Linked DNA regions of Pan troglodytes: region 1 is linked to region 2. A link is a contact called in public HiChIP or PLAC-seq data. All regions are on one chromosome and are shown on one strand. The core of a region is the stretch at or near the end of the contact, and the rest is flanking DNA. Distances in the headings are between cores, read along the strand shown.

Region 1 (5,850 bases), core at 2,928-5,427, 650 kb after region 2:
TCTGGATCTCTCAATTCCACAACTACAAGGATAATTCGTGGCAGAGGACTTCTACCTTTAGGACACTATTTCACCTTTATGGACGTGTTTGAGCTGAATGGTCAGTGCTCAGTGTCATTATATATTTCACATACAAATGCTGATTTCCTCTGTGTGTGTACACACTGGGCCATATGTAAAATATACTTATTCCTTTTTTTATTTTTTGAGATGGAGTCTTGTTCTGTCGCCCAGGCTGGAGTGCAGTGGCATGATCTCGGCTCACTATAGCACCCGGCTCACTGCAGCCCCTGACTCCCAGGTTCAAGGGATTCTCCTGCCTCAGCCTCCCGAGGCACTCGCCACCATGGCTGGCTAATTTTTGTATTTTTAGTAGAGATGGGACTTCACTATGTTGGCCAGGCTGGTCTTTAACTCCTGACCTCAAGTGATTCACCCAGGCTAGTCTTGAACTCCTGAACTCAAGCGATTTGCCCACCTTGGGCTCCCAAAGTGCTGGGATTACAGGCATAAGCCACCGCGCCTGGCCCAGGGTCATAAATTTTTAAAAAGTACACACTGGGCCAGCCATGATGTAAAATATATTTATTTCTGTGGGTCATAATTTTTTTAAAAGTTTGAAAGCCACTGTTTTCTAGGCAATAATGAGCATAGGAAGGAATGTTTTTAGACTGCTTCCTCAGGGAAAAGACCACCCTCGCAGGCCTGAGGCTGAGTATTTTGTTGAATTTATATTTACATTGTTGAAGAAAAAAATAATTCAGGATACTTGTTAAAGACAGCAATAAAGACTTTAGTCAAGGAGAGACTATCCAATGGGGTCTTGCAGTGGGAGAGAGAGATTGGGCTCAACTACGAATACAAAGACAACTAGAGATCTGAAGCCAAGGAGCAGGATGGAGTCAGTGGATGGAAAATTACTAAGGGGAAATTTCCAGAATAAAGGAGGATTCTGGCTAAACCAATTTAATGTGGTTATTGCTGAAGGCAGGCCAGGGTGCTAAGATATCGAGAACAGGGGATAAGGAATTTGATGAGATACCAAGTATGGTCAAATATTAAGGGTGAGGCGTTTTTACCCAACCGACCCAGCAGGATTCTTGCTAAAACTGGACTAAATGAACAAAGCCACTAAACTAAGGACAGAGTTCCAGGTCAGGACCTAGTCAGAAAGAGGACTTAGAATAACCAGATTAAAGTTTGGTCAAAGGAGAGAGTCTTTGTCAATATTACCTCCCTAGCAAAACTAGCTTTCCACCGGGTATCACACTGAGGACTTTTGGTTGTTATCTTCAAATAGAAGAGAGCAGAGGAAGGAAAAGCAAGCTCTTTCCTGATTCTTCTAAGGTCACCAATCTCATTCATGAGGACTCCAAATTTAATCCTAATTATCTCCCAGAGACCCTACCTTCTAATTTCTAATACCATCACACTAAGGGGTAGAATTTTTCCTTCCTTCCTTCCTCCCTCCCTTTCCCCTCTCTCCCTTTTTTTTTCTTTTTTTTTTTTTTTTTTTTGACACGGTCCCACTCTGTTGCCCAGGTTGGAGTGCAGTGGTGCCATCTTGGCCCAATGCAACCTCCGCCTTCTGGGCTCAAGTGATCCTCCCGCCTCAGCCTCACAAGAAGCTGGGACTATAGGACAGCGCCACCACGTCGGCTAATTTTTGTAGAGCCTGGGTTTCACCATGTTGCCTAAACTGGTCTGGAACTGCTGGGCTCAAGTGATCCGCCCGCCTTGGCCTCCCAAAGAGCTGGGATAACAGGAGTGAGCCGCGCCCCGTGTAGAATTTCAACACATGAATGGGGAAGGGGGCAGAGAACACAAACATTCAGTCCATAACAGCCAGGGACTAGAAGACACTGGTCCACCATAAAAAGCAGGACTTATGTTTCATGGATACCAGTATTCCCACTTATCTACAGGGTGGAGAATATTTAGGACTTTGCAGATTCATACTGATGGTAGGCATTATTATTATTATTATATATTTTTTGAGACGGAGTCTTGCACTGTCGCCCGGGGTTGGAGTGCAATGGCGTGATCTCAGCTCACTGCAACCTCCACCTCCAGGGTTCACACGATTCTCCTGCCTCAGCCTCTCGAGTAGCTGGGATTACAGGCGCACACCACCACACCTGGCTAATTTTTTGTATTTTTAGTAGAGACAGGGTTTCACTATGTTGGCCAGACTGGTCGCAAACTCCTGACCTCCTGATCCACCCGCCTCGGCCTCCCAAAGCATTATTTTTAATCTATGGTTCAGAGTCAGTGACATTGCCTCTCTGAATCAGGTTTTCCAAACAAAAATGACAATGAAAGCCCCAATTCATAAGACTGCAAAATGTCTTCATTTATCTTGGTGAACTGGGGGGAGGAGGGGACCTGAGGATAGAGACAGTATATACGTAAATGTAAGAAGCACTTTTGAGCTTTCTATATTGTACAAGATGGGGAAAAACCATGTTGTTCAGGGATCTCTGGCTCATTGTATAAGATGGGGTAGACAATACCATGTAATTCTTTATTCGAATTGCTTTGTCTTGCTGCATGGCTTTGTCATCAGCTGATTTTGCAATTACTTTAACAAGCAAAGGAAATGCCAGTCAAGTTCAGCATCTGGGACCTCCTCACCATTGCAACATGTCAGGCCTCAGGCAGGAGACAAAAATGCCCAAGGCTAAGTGTGAAGCCCAGGTAAGAAGTGAGACAATGGCTTTGAGCCTGGGGTGTAAGCATGCCTTGTTCCCAAGGCCAGTATTTACATGTGGGGTCACTTCCACCTTTGGTACAGTTAATCAGGCGCTGATTACGTTCCATGGCATCATCCTGACTTCAGGACTTTGTAGGAAAGCTGAGGCAGGACACTGCTCAAGTGCATTTGACAATAAGATGCTTTGTGCAGCCAGATGTTAATTCCACTTGCCCTTACGCTTGCTTACGCTACACCGTAAGCGGGGCTGACCCTTATGGAGCTGGGCTTTTCTTCGCCCGGAGACTCTTGTCAGATAAGGCTTAGAACTCCGCCAACCACTTAGGCTTTTAGGCAAAATGCGATGCAACCCTTCTTAGAAGGCGGGTCACTGCTCTGCACCAGCTGCCAGCCAGAGAGACAACAAATAAAAATGGAAGATCCTTCTCCGTGAGAAAACAGGCCTCGGACTCAAAGCAAGGGGCCTGAGGGGAAGGTGAGCAAAAAAAGGCAAGGCGAGGGCGCTGCTTCAAGAAGCCGGGTTCATTCAAACCCCGAGGACAGCAAACCCCGCCTCCCCACGCCGCCGCCCGCTCAATCGCCGAGCGCTCCGGGTGTGAGCTCGCCCCGCGGGGAGCGGCTTGGAGCCGAGGAGGCGGTGGCAGAGGTGGTTTGGGCAGCCCCGCGCGGCGGATAGGCCCAGGCAAACAACACCCATTCCCCCTCCTCCTCGCTCAGTTCAACTCCCACTCGGCCCCGGCCACGCCCTGCCGCCACCGCCCCCTCGGGCAGCTTTCCGCTCGGCAGCCAGGCCTCGGTCGGGGGCGGGAGAGAGGCGGTGCCTCGAAGAAGGCACCGCGACCGCCGGAAACTACGAGTACCGACAGCCTTCGCGGTAGTGCCCCACCCCCTTTCTCCCACCACTCAGCGCGCGTCACCCTGGGCTCAGCCAATGGAGACAGAGCCAGGGAAAAAGGGCGCCCGGGTCCGGATGCGCCTCAGGAAAGCCATGCTCCCTGCGCGGGGGCAGCGGGCAGTTCACTCAGCGCGCCGACCTGTCGGTGGTCCGCGCGCGCCCACGTCCGCCGCTCTCGCTTGCCTGGAGCAAGGGCCCTACTTTTTTCTTTAGTGGCAATTGGAGGGATTGCTGGAGGGGGTTTTTGAGTGGAGGGCGCTGGGAAATGAGTAGGGGGCGGGATATCCTGAGACAACAAGTTTGGCTGTATGGCGGGCCTACCGGCAGCGCTCCTGAGCTAGAACGCCGAGAGAAAGAGCGCCAGAGGAGCCAGGGAGGAGGAGAAGAGCTGCTAAAAGAATAACCCCGAGAAAGGGGGTGGAGAGGAGGCGGCCCCAGCGCCCCGGCCCCCGGCAGGTCGGCGGCCAATCCGCTGGGGGAAGGGGTGGAGAGTCGGAGGCTCCGGCGGAGAGAGGCCGAGGGGGGTGGGGAGTCGGCCAGGCTCGCACCGCCCTGGCCCCGCCCCCGACCCGCGCCGCCGCCCGCGCCGCGCGCCGCCGCTGTCAATCAAGGGCGAGTCAGCCGGGCTCGGGCGGAGAGAGGAGCTGCTACGCCACAGCCCAGCGGCGGCCATTCGCGGAAAAAGAGGCAGAGCCTGTGCCAGCTACAGCCTCCTCCGAGCCACCGCGGGCGGGCGGGACCGGCCTCTCCTCCCGCCTCGCCCCCACCCCCACCCACCTCTATCCCAGTGTCTCCGTCTGAGGGTTTGTCCTGTTAATGCGGGATGAGCGGTACGTATTCTCCACCCCCCTCAGTCTCCTTCGCCGCCTCCCTCTCTCCCTCCCTCCCCAGACCCTGCTCGGTTCTCCCCCCTCCCCCGGGGCCGCTGAGATGCTTTAAGGGGAGGAGGAGAGGGCGGGAGGGAATCAGGGGGAGGGAAGGAGGGTTGTGTTTTGTCTTAATGTCTGAGAGAGAACAACCTCCTTCTGGGTGTTGCTCTGGAGCCGATGGGTCGGGTTTCAAACCACGTTTTGTGATATCCCCCTCCTCCCTTCCCTCCTTCTCCCCCACCCCCTGCCGGTGTGCGTGGATCGCGGGTTTATGGAGATTAATGTTCGGGGGGAGGGGGGAGAAGAGGAGAGGAAGAAGACGAATAATAATAATCCTAATAACCTGTTGTCGTGTGTGTGTGGTGGGGGGGTTTGTTGCAGATCAGAAGAAGGAGGAGGAGGAGGAGGCGGCAGCGGCAGCGGCGATGGCTACAGAAGGAGGGAAAACCTCTGAGCCAGAGAATAACAATAAAAAACCCAAAACCTCAGGCTCCCAGGTAAAAGCAAACAAATTAAAAAAATTCATCACGACACATTAGGAGAGAGAGGGAGTTGTGCCCTTTGAATGTCCAGAAGTAACAGAATAAAATGTTTATCCACTCAAAGCATCTTTCTGAGAGTGTGGAACTTAAATTGTAAATTCATCAAGATTTCACGTCTTTGAGGGTATAACGCTGTTTAAAATTACATCAGGAATTCAGACTATAAGAAAACGGTGTGTGTGTTCCCAAGGGCATTTTGAGTTTAGGAACATAACACTTTACAAAGTTGTAAAGAAATTTCCTTTTATTTAAACTTGATATTATAGGACTTGCTTCCTTATTCCTATAGTTCTTATCTACTTTTGTTCGTATTTCTTTTTGATTTCTGCTGCTTCCTAAATTGTTATGTAGAGCTGTCAAAATAAGTAACCCCCTGGCAACTACTGGCCTCCACTAAATCCGCCCACTTTTTTTTCCCCCCCTCTCCTTTACCGTCCCATTTTGGGTAGGACTCTCAGCCCTCTCCTCTGGCTTTACTGGCAGCTACTTGCAGCAAAATAGGGACTCCTGGTGAAAATCAAGCAACTGGACAACAACAAATTATTATAGATCCAAGTCAAGGATTGGTGCAACTTCAAAATCAACCACAACAGCTAGAACTGGTAACAACGCAACTTGCTGGAAACGCTTGGCAACTTGTTGCCTCCACTCCTCCTGCTTCAAAAGAGAATAACGTTTCTCAACCAGCCTCTAGTTCGTCTAGTTCTTCCAGCAGTAATAACGGGAGTGCATCTCCTACAAAAACTAAATCAGGTAATTCTTCCACCCCTGGTCAATTTCAAGTCATACAAGTACAAAATCCAAGTGGTAGTGTACAGTACCAAGTAATTC
Region 2 (6,126 bases), core at 607-3,106:
TCCAGCCGGCCCCCACGTCCCACCAGCTGGAGGCGCCGGCCGAGCCCACCTCGCCCGCAGCACCCAGGCCCGGGTGCGAGGGCTTAAACCACGACTCGTACGGGTGCGCCATGCCCACCCGCGGGTAGATGCCCTGCAGCCCGTCCACAGAGGTGTGCACCTTGGAGATGAACACCGGCTGGTGGGAGCCGTCCTGCGAGTGCGCGGAGGAGCCGCCGCCGCCGCCCCCGCCGCCGCCGCCGCTGCCCCCGGAAACTCCGGGGGCCTGGAAAACAGAGTAGTCGTTGGCGAAGGGCGAGCTGGAGGCGGCGGCTGCGGCGGCGGCGGCGGCGGCTGCGGCGCTGCTGGAGGTGAGGGAGAAGGCGCTGGAGCCAGGCGAGCCGCCGCAGCTGAACGAGTCGGACACCAGGGCCGCGGCAGCCGCGGCTGCTGCCGCGGCCGCCGCAGCCGCCGAGGACGAGCTGCCGTTCCTGGAGGCCCCGGACACGCCGAAGCTTGAGAGACTGGAACCCACTACGTTGCAGCTGGCGGAAGAAGAGGACGAGGAGCGTTTCCAGGGGTGGAAGCCTTTGCCGAAGGAAGAAGAGCTGTCCGAGAGGGAGGAGGGAGACGGGCTGGGGCTGCCTATCTTATTACAGGTAGCAGCAAGCATGGCCAGAGGAGTCGATCCCAACCTCGGTTCTTCCTGCGAGGAGGAGAGGAGAAGGAGTGGGGGAGGGGAGGTGGGCAAAGGGCCGGTGGGGGAGGAAAGGAAGAAATGTGCATCAGTCCTTCGGTAGCCTCCAAAGCGCCCCACTGCACCCCATCTCTCGCTGCGGCGCGCCGCCACCAACTCACCTGGCACCCCCAACAGCCCCGGCGCCCGGCCGCTTCCTACTCTACAGGAGGGGACAAGTTTGGCTGCCGGCGTCTGATTCGGGAGCAAGCACCACGCTAAAGAAGAGTTTGACAAGTATTCTCACCTAAAACAACACTCTCTTTCACACAAAGCCCCAGACACTTCGTAACAAACAAGCAAAAAGTCCAGATTGGAGAGGAAGGAAGTTTTCTTTGCCGAGAAGCCTGGGGGAAAACCATTGGATTGCTTTTAAGAGCGCTTCCCCTGTAATCCGGAGAGCTTTGAAAAACCTGTTCGGGTCCCCAGAAACCCATCCTGGGTTGTTTCTCCCAGGCCAAAAGAAGTCAAACTGTAGGGCTCACTCTTTCTTCCTGCTTTTCTTTCTTTCTTTTTTTAAAAGCATATCTACAGTAGTAAAAACGAGACGAGTTCAACGTACCTGCGAGACAAGGCGGGCTGCAGAATTTTTTTTTTAAGGGTTAGGGGAAGAATCTGCACTTTGCCCAGAAGGAAAAACTTGCTCTCTTTACCCCCGAAATCGGTGCCTGTAAAATGGGCTGGACGCAGGTCTCCCGGGCAGGGAGCAGCGAGGCGCTGCGCGGTGGCTTGTCTAAATGCCCTTCGAACCTTTTCCTGCGCTGAAAAAAAGTGACTCTGCCCCCTTCTCCCCCTTTTTCTTTTCTCCAAACTCACTTGTATTTAAAGAAAAAAAAAAAAAAGCTCTCAATAGAGAGACTGATAGCCCGTGGCCTGGCCGGGGCGACTTTAACCCCCTCCAATCGGCAATAAAAGGAAACTAATTAAACCAGCAAGAGAAAATCCTGAGACTCACCCCTAGAAGTGAAGTTGCCATCACACAAAAGTGCCCTCCTCCTCTCAGAGGATCTTTTTTATATTGATAAATCAGAGGCAGTGTTTTTTTAGAGGTGTGCAATACAATGATCAGTTCCGCCCATTCCACCACAATTGTAGCTCCCTCTCCGGCTTTGAAGTGCCGCGGAGGCGCGGCCAGCCAATCTGCGGCCTCGCCGGGCCGCGCGGCGCGCGCGCCGTGAGGTCATCGGCGCCGCCGCCTGCCGCCGTGGTGGAAGGGGGAGTGGGAGCGGAGGGGGCGGGGGCGGCTGCGTGTGTTAGAAAGCGCAAAGCGCGCGCTCGCGTGTATGAGTGTGTGTGTAACAATGTAACTGTGCGCGAGTGTGACCAGGCGTAGGAGAGGACAGTGCGGAGACGGGAGGGAGGGGGGATGGGGGTGTGACACTGTAACAGTGACAGTGTGGTAAAGGCGGGGAGTGGAGAGAGTGCAGAAAAGGGAGGGTTGTGTGATAAGATAACTGCGTGTGCGACAAAGCGGGGTAGAGGGACAGAGCAGTTCAGTGTTGGGAAGGGTGTGAGTGTACGGTAGTGTAACTGACAAACCTAGGGAGGGAAGAGGGACTCAACTGGGTGGGGGGTGAGTGTGTTTGGTGTTGGGGGAGAAGGAGGGCTGTGAACATGTGTATTTGTGCGACAGAGAAGAGGGAAGGGTGTGTGTGGGCGCTTGTGTTGTGTGCGCGCACCAAAGCTGGTAGTGGGGAATGGGAACAATGCAATAAAGTGTGTGTTTGTAAGAGAGAGACTGTCGAGCTGAAGAGAGAAACCGACTAAGTTGATGGAGGCTGAGTGAATAAATATTCACAAACGCTGCCCCCGTCGCCAACTTCCTTTGGCTCCTTGTACCTAAAATCTTGAGTGATTTTATTTTTCTTAACTTGGTAAACAGCGTCACTACATTTTTGAAGAAGATGTTTAAACCCACCTTTTCTTTCCCGGCTCTCCAACGAAATAGTAGAAAGGTTGAGAGGCTAAGGGGTATTTTTAGGGATGCGTTGGGACGTGGATGCGCGCCTGCGCGCCCGTGAGTTGTTTCTTTGATGCCGTGGCTTTTTTTTTTTTTCCCCTGAGGTGGAATTCTGCTTTAGAAGTGCACGTCTCACTCTAGGGGAGGAGGTGTGTGTGTCCCGTGGTGTTGAGTAAATTTCAATACAAAAGGATTAGATAGAGAAGAGAGTAAGCGAGGGTCGTTTTTTCTTTGGGTAAGAAATTGAAGAGCGTTTTAGGGAATTTAGAAATTTTCACAGAAAACCTCACTGCCTCTTTCTGAGAAAAGAATCAGGACTTTGATCGAAATATATGGGTTCTATTTATCTAAGAATAGAGAGGAGCTTTTGACAAATCTTGGACATTTATCCAGGCGTCAGTGTCTAATGGCGATTGGGCCAGAGATCTGTCTATGAGTGTGTGTGCATGTTAATAGATACACTTAGTTCAAATTCGGTGGGGTTTAGTCATTTGCTTGCCATTTGTGTTATTAGCTGCCTTCAGAAATGCCATTACAATTTCACTGCCACCACAAGGGAACTTAAACCGCAGAAAGCACAACACCAGTGTAGCAAAAAGTCCAGTCTTTGTAGCCCTATTGAATATTCATAAGTTATAAAAAACAGTTCATATTTTTAACCAGTTACAAGTGCTCTCAGAAGTCTAATTTTAAAATGGAATTAACTAAAATGTGACTAGCTGGGCGAACTGTTTTGTTTTGACTGGGAAAACATTTTTATTTTACTGTTGTGTTTGAACACCCCTCAAGGATTTCACAGCTTCTAGGGGTGTCAAAAAATCTTCCTAGGGTTTACAAGATTTCGAAGTCAAGTTGTATCGTGTAAATTTCATTGAGCAGAGTTGAAACTGATGTTTGTGGTGTGAGAGTGTACATTTCTGACCCTTTTTTAAACGCTGTGGGGATATTGACTGTACATCATATCTATTGATTAAGGGGGTAAGGTATACTCTCATACTTTGAAGTAAGTGTGAAGTAAATTAATGAACTGCTTTCTTTCTCTGAGGGCTGACGCTTACCATAAATGTCGTGTTTCTCCCTGCAAGCCGCTCTGAATGATTTTAGCGTGTTGAGAAGGCGTGACAGGCCAGCCCAGAAGGAGGAAGGGGTGGGGGAAGGAGGGTACTCCGTTTAACAAATAAAAGAGAATTAACTTCATTGCTTTGGTCTCCTTCTGTAATGATATTCATTTTAAGGGCCTAATATACAGTTGTTCAGATTTGGGGTTTAATTCTAATCAATACCATCATCCTCAAAGGTGGAGAAAAACAGCTTTGAGGGAGGCTCCCATCTATGAATAGTTATTTATTTTATCTTTTTATCCTCCTATCTTCTGGAAGGAAGTGAGGCAGGACTATTAAAAAGTTAAATGCTGATACTGAGAGTAAACAGAGGCGTTAACACTGTTTCCTCAAAAATGCCAGGAATTAGAAAAACCCAGCGTCATGTGACTGCAGTTTTGAGCTACCTAATTCTAAGATTTTTCAAGTGTATAAATTAACTTTAGAATCATATGTCATTCTTCCTATAAGTCACAACGTTGGTGTGGATTTAATGAAAATACTGGATTCTTCAGTTTGTGTAAGATTGGCTTGCAGCATTTGGGGATTTCCACAAAGGTGTGTATGTGCAACTTTCTTCATTATATATATGTATATATATTTTTTATTAGAAATATATGTATATTCCACTTACTTTCATTTAAAAAGTGAGCTATTTCTTTCATAGTAGCATTGGTCAAAGGGCATTTTTTTCTTGTACCACCCTTCTTTCACTCCCTCCCCAAAAGAAATGGCTAGTGTTTGTGACATGAGGCATAAGGCAGCTGTGTTAAAAAGAAAAGACAAAGAGAATTACATAATTGACCAAAAATTTTAGCAGTCATAATTTTGCATCTAAATATGCTTGAAACTAGACTTAATGACAGCTCTTTCTCCACTTTGGAGAAGTGACCCAATCATTCTTAAATCCTGTCCCACAGGAGAGAACATCTGTAATCCATTGTTGATATAGCCTGCCTGGCAAAGCATTTCAGGGTGCATACACTTCGGTTTAACTTTTACGATATTGATTATTACTCTTGAGTATTATATTGTGATAATATAGATGTTTGAAAAAGAGGGGGAAGAAAAATAGGAAGTACAGGCTTTCTAACATTAATTAAAAGTTTCTCCACCCCATATGAAGTTTAATATGCTGGCAGGAAGAGGGGTAGATGGATATTCTGCTGTTTCTTGCAAACCTGTGGGATCCACTATCAATAAAGCTAAAATCTATTAGCATTCTGTATGCATCTGCAGCATAAATTTCATTTGAATTTCAAATTTAATAAACTAGGAGGTTTTTAATCATCCCTGGTTTTATTTGTTTGATATTAACATGCTTATTGACCGGGTCTGGTGACCAGTTTGATCATTACAGGACAGCAAAAAGTTAATTAAAACGACCACAGCCCCTTAATCATATCATCTGTCTCATCCATGTCGCTCTCTTTATTACCGGTGATGATGGATAGTCTCCCAGATTAATTTCTCTGTTTCTTCGATTTGGACAACAGCTTTTGGGACCTAATTTACATCCTGGGAACAACTTGCTCAAGTATATCTAACACCTTGCAGCTACAATATACATCAACATCTCCTTAGATGGAACGGAGAAAGGAAGCTTTTTTGCAGGCAGGTTTGAAGACTAATCAATGCTCGGATCTGGAGCTCTTAGCTTTCACAACCAAAGAAACAGAAGGTCCTAAAAGCAAATTAGAGGCCTCAATTCCTGCTTTTCCTTTTGCGGGAGTAGGAAGTGAAAGATGCCTCTGCTGTTTGATTAATAGATTAAAATGTGTAGATACAGCGACAAGTAAATAAAGTCATTTGTAACCATTAAGTACAATTAGGGATTTATAGTGGAAAACATCAAAGTTATCTAGGCTTTCAAGTGTCCGGCAGCTCATCTACACCAAATACGGTTTTTGAACTTGTTAAGTGTGGACCACTATAAACAGAGCGTCAAAAAAAAAAAAAAAAAAAAGAGAGAGAGAGAAAATAAAAGGAAAGGAAAAAAGCCTAATGGTAAAAAATGCACACAAACTGTAGCGCGTACCTCTGCAGGGTACGTTTAAACCCGGCTCTTAGCATCTCGGTTTCTAGAGCGTTGGCAGGGACATGCAGCTCTGGAAGCTGACCGGCGGGTGCCCGCGGGAGACAGAGCGAACGCAGTGCTGGCACTGCGTCCCTGGCCTGCGCCTCTCCCAGAATGGGAAGACGACCCCCAACCCCTTGGCTAGTGTGCGGGGTCCTCGCACGCGGACGTGTTGGCTACTAAATAAAGCGTGAAGAGGGATCGCTGGGTAGCTGAGCGCCGCCGGCGGCCGCCGGGAGCAGCGAGCTGAGCCAGGTTGGGTGGGGGTGTTTCG

The links. HiChIP or PLAC-seq counts read pairs in DNA pulled down with a chosen protein or histone mark.
Region 1: an H3K4me3 HiChIP or PLAC-seq map of stem cell-derived excitatory neurons shows a contact between it and region 2, with 8 times the contacts expected there. The contact joins the promoter of SP4 here to the promoter of SP8 in region 2. A contact is called at or near these places in 1 of 7 Hi-C or Micro-C datasets (stem cell-derived neural progenitor cells), 1 of 1 datasets of contacts at active chromatin or transcription factors (stem cell-derived excitatory neurons) and 1 of 1 other capture datasets (stem cell-derived neural stem cells).

The regions. Positions count from the first base shown.
Region 1 is chr6:27,246,470-27,252,319 of NHGRI_mPanTro3-v2.0_pri, forward strand. SP4 (Sp4 transcription factor) reads left to right here and starts at 4,178. Exons shown (of 6, transcript XM_527679.6): 1 at 4,178-4,438; 2 at 4,859-4,974; 3 at 5,469-5,850. The coding sequence starts at 4,432.
Region 2 is chr6:26,599,824-26,605,949 of NHGRI_mPanTro3-v2.0_pri, forward strand. SP8 (Sp8 transcription factor) reads right to left here and starts at 1,857. Exons shown (of 3, transcript XM_024357761.3): 1 at 1,671-1,857; 2 at 838-933; 3 at 1-685. The coding sequence starts at 652.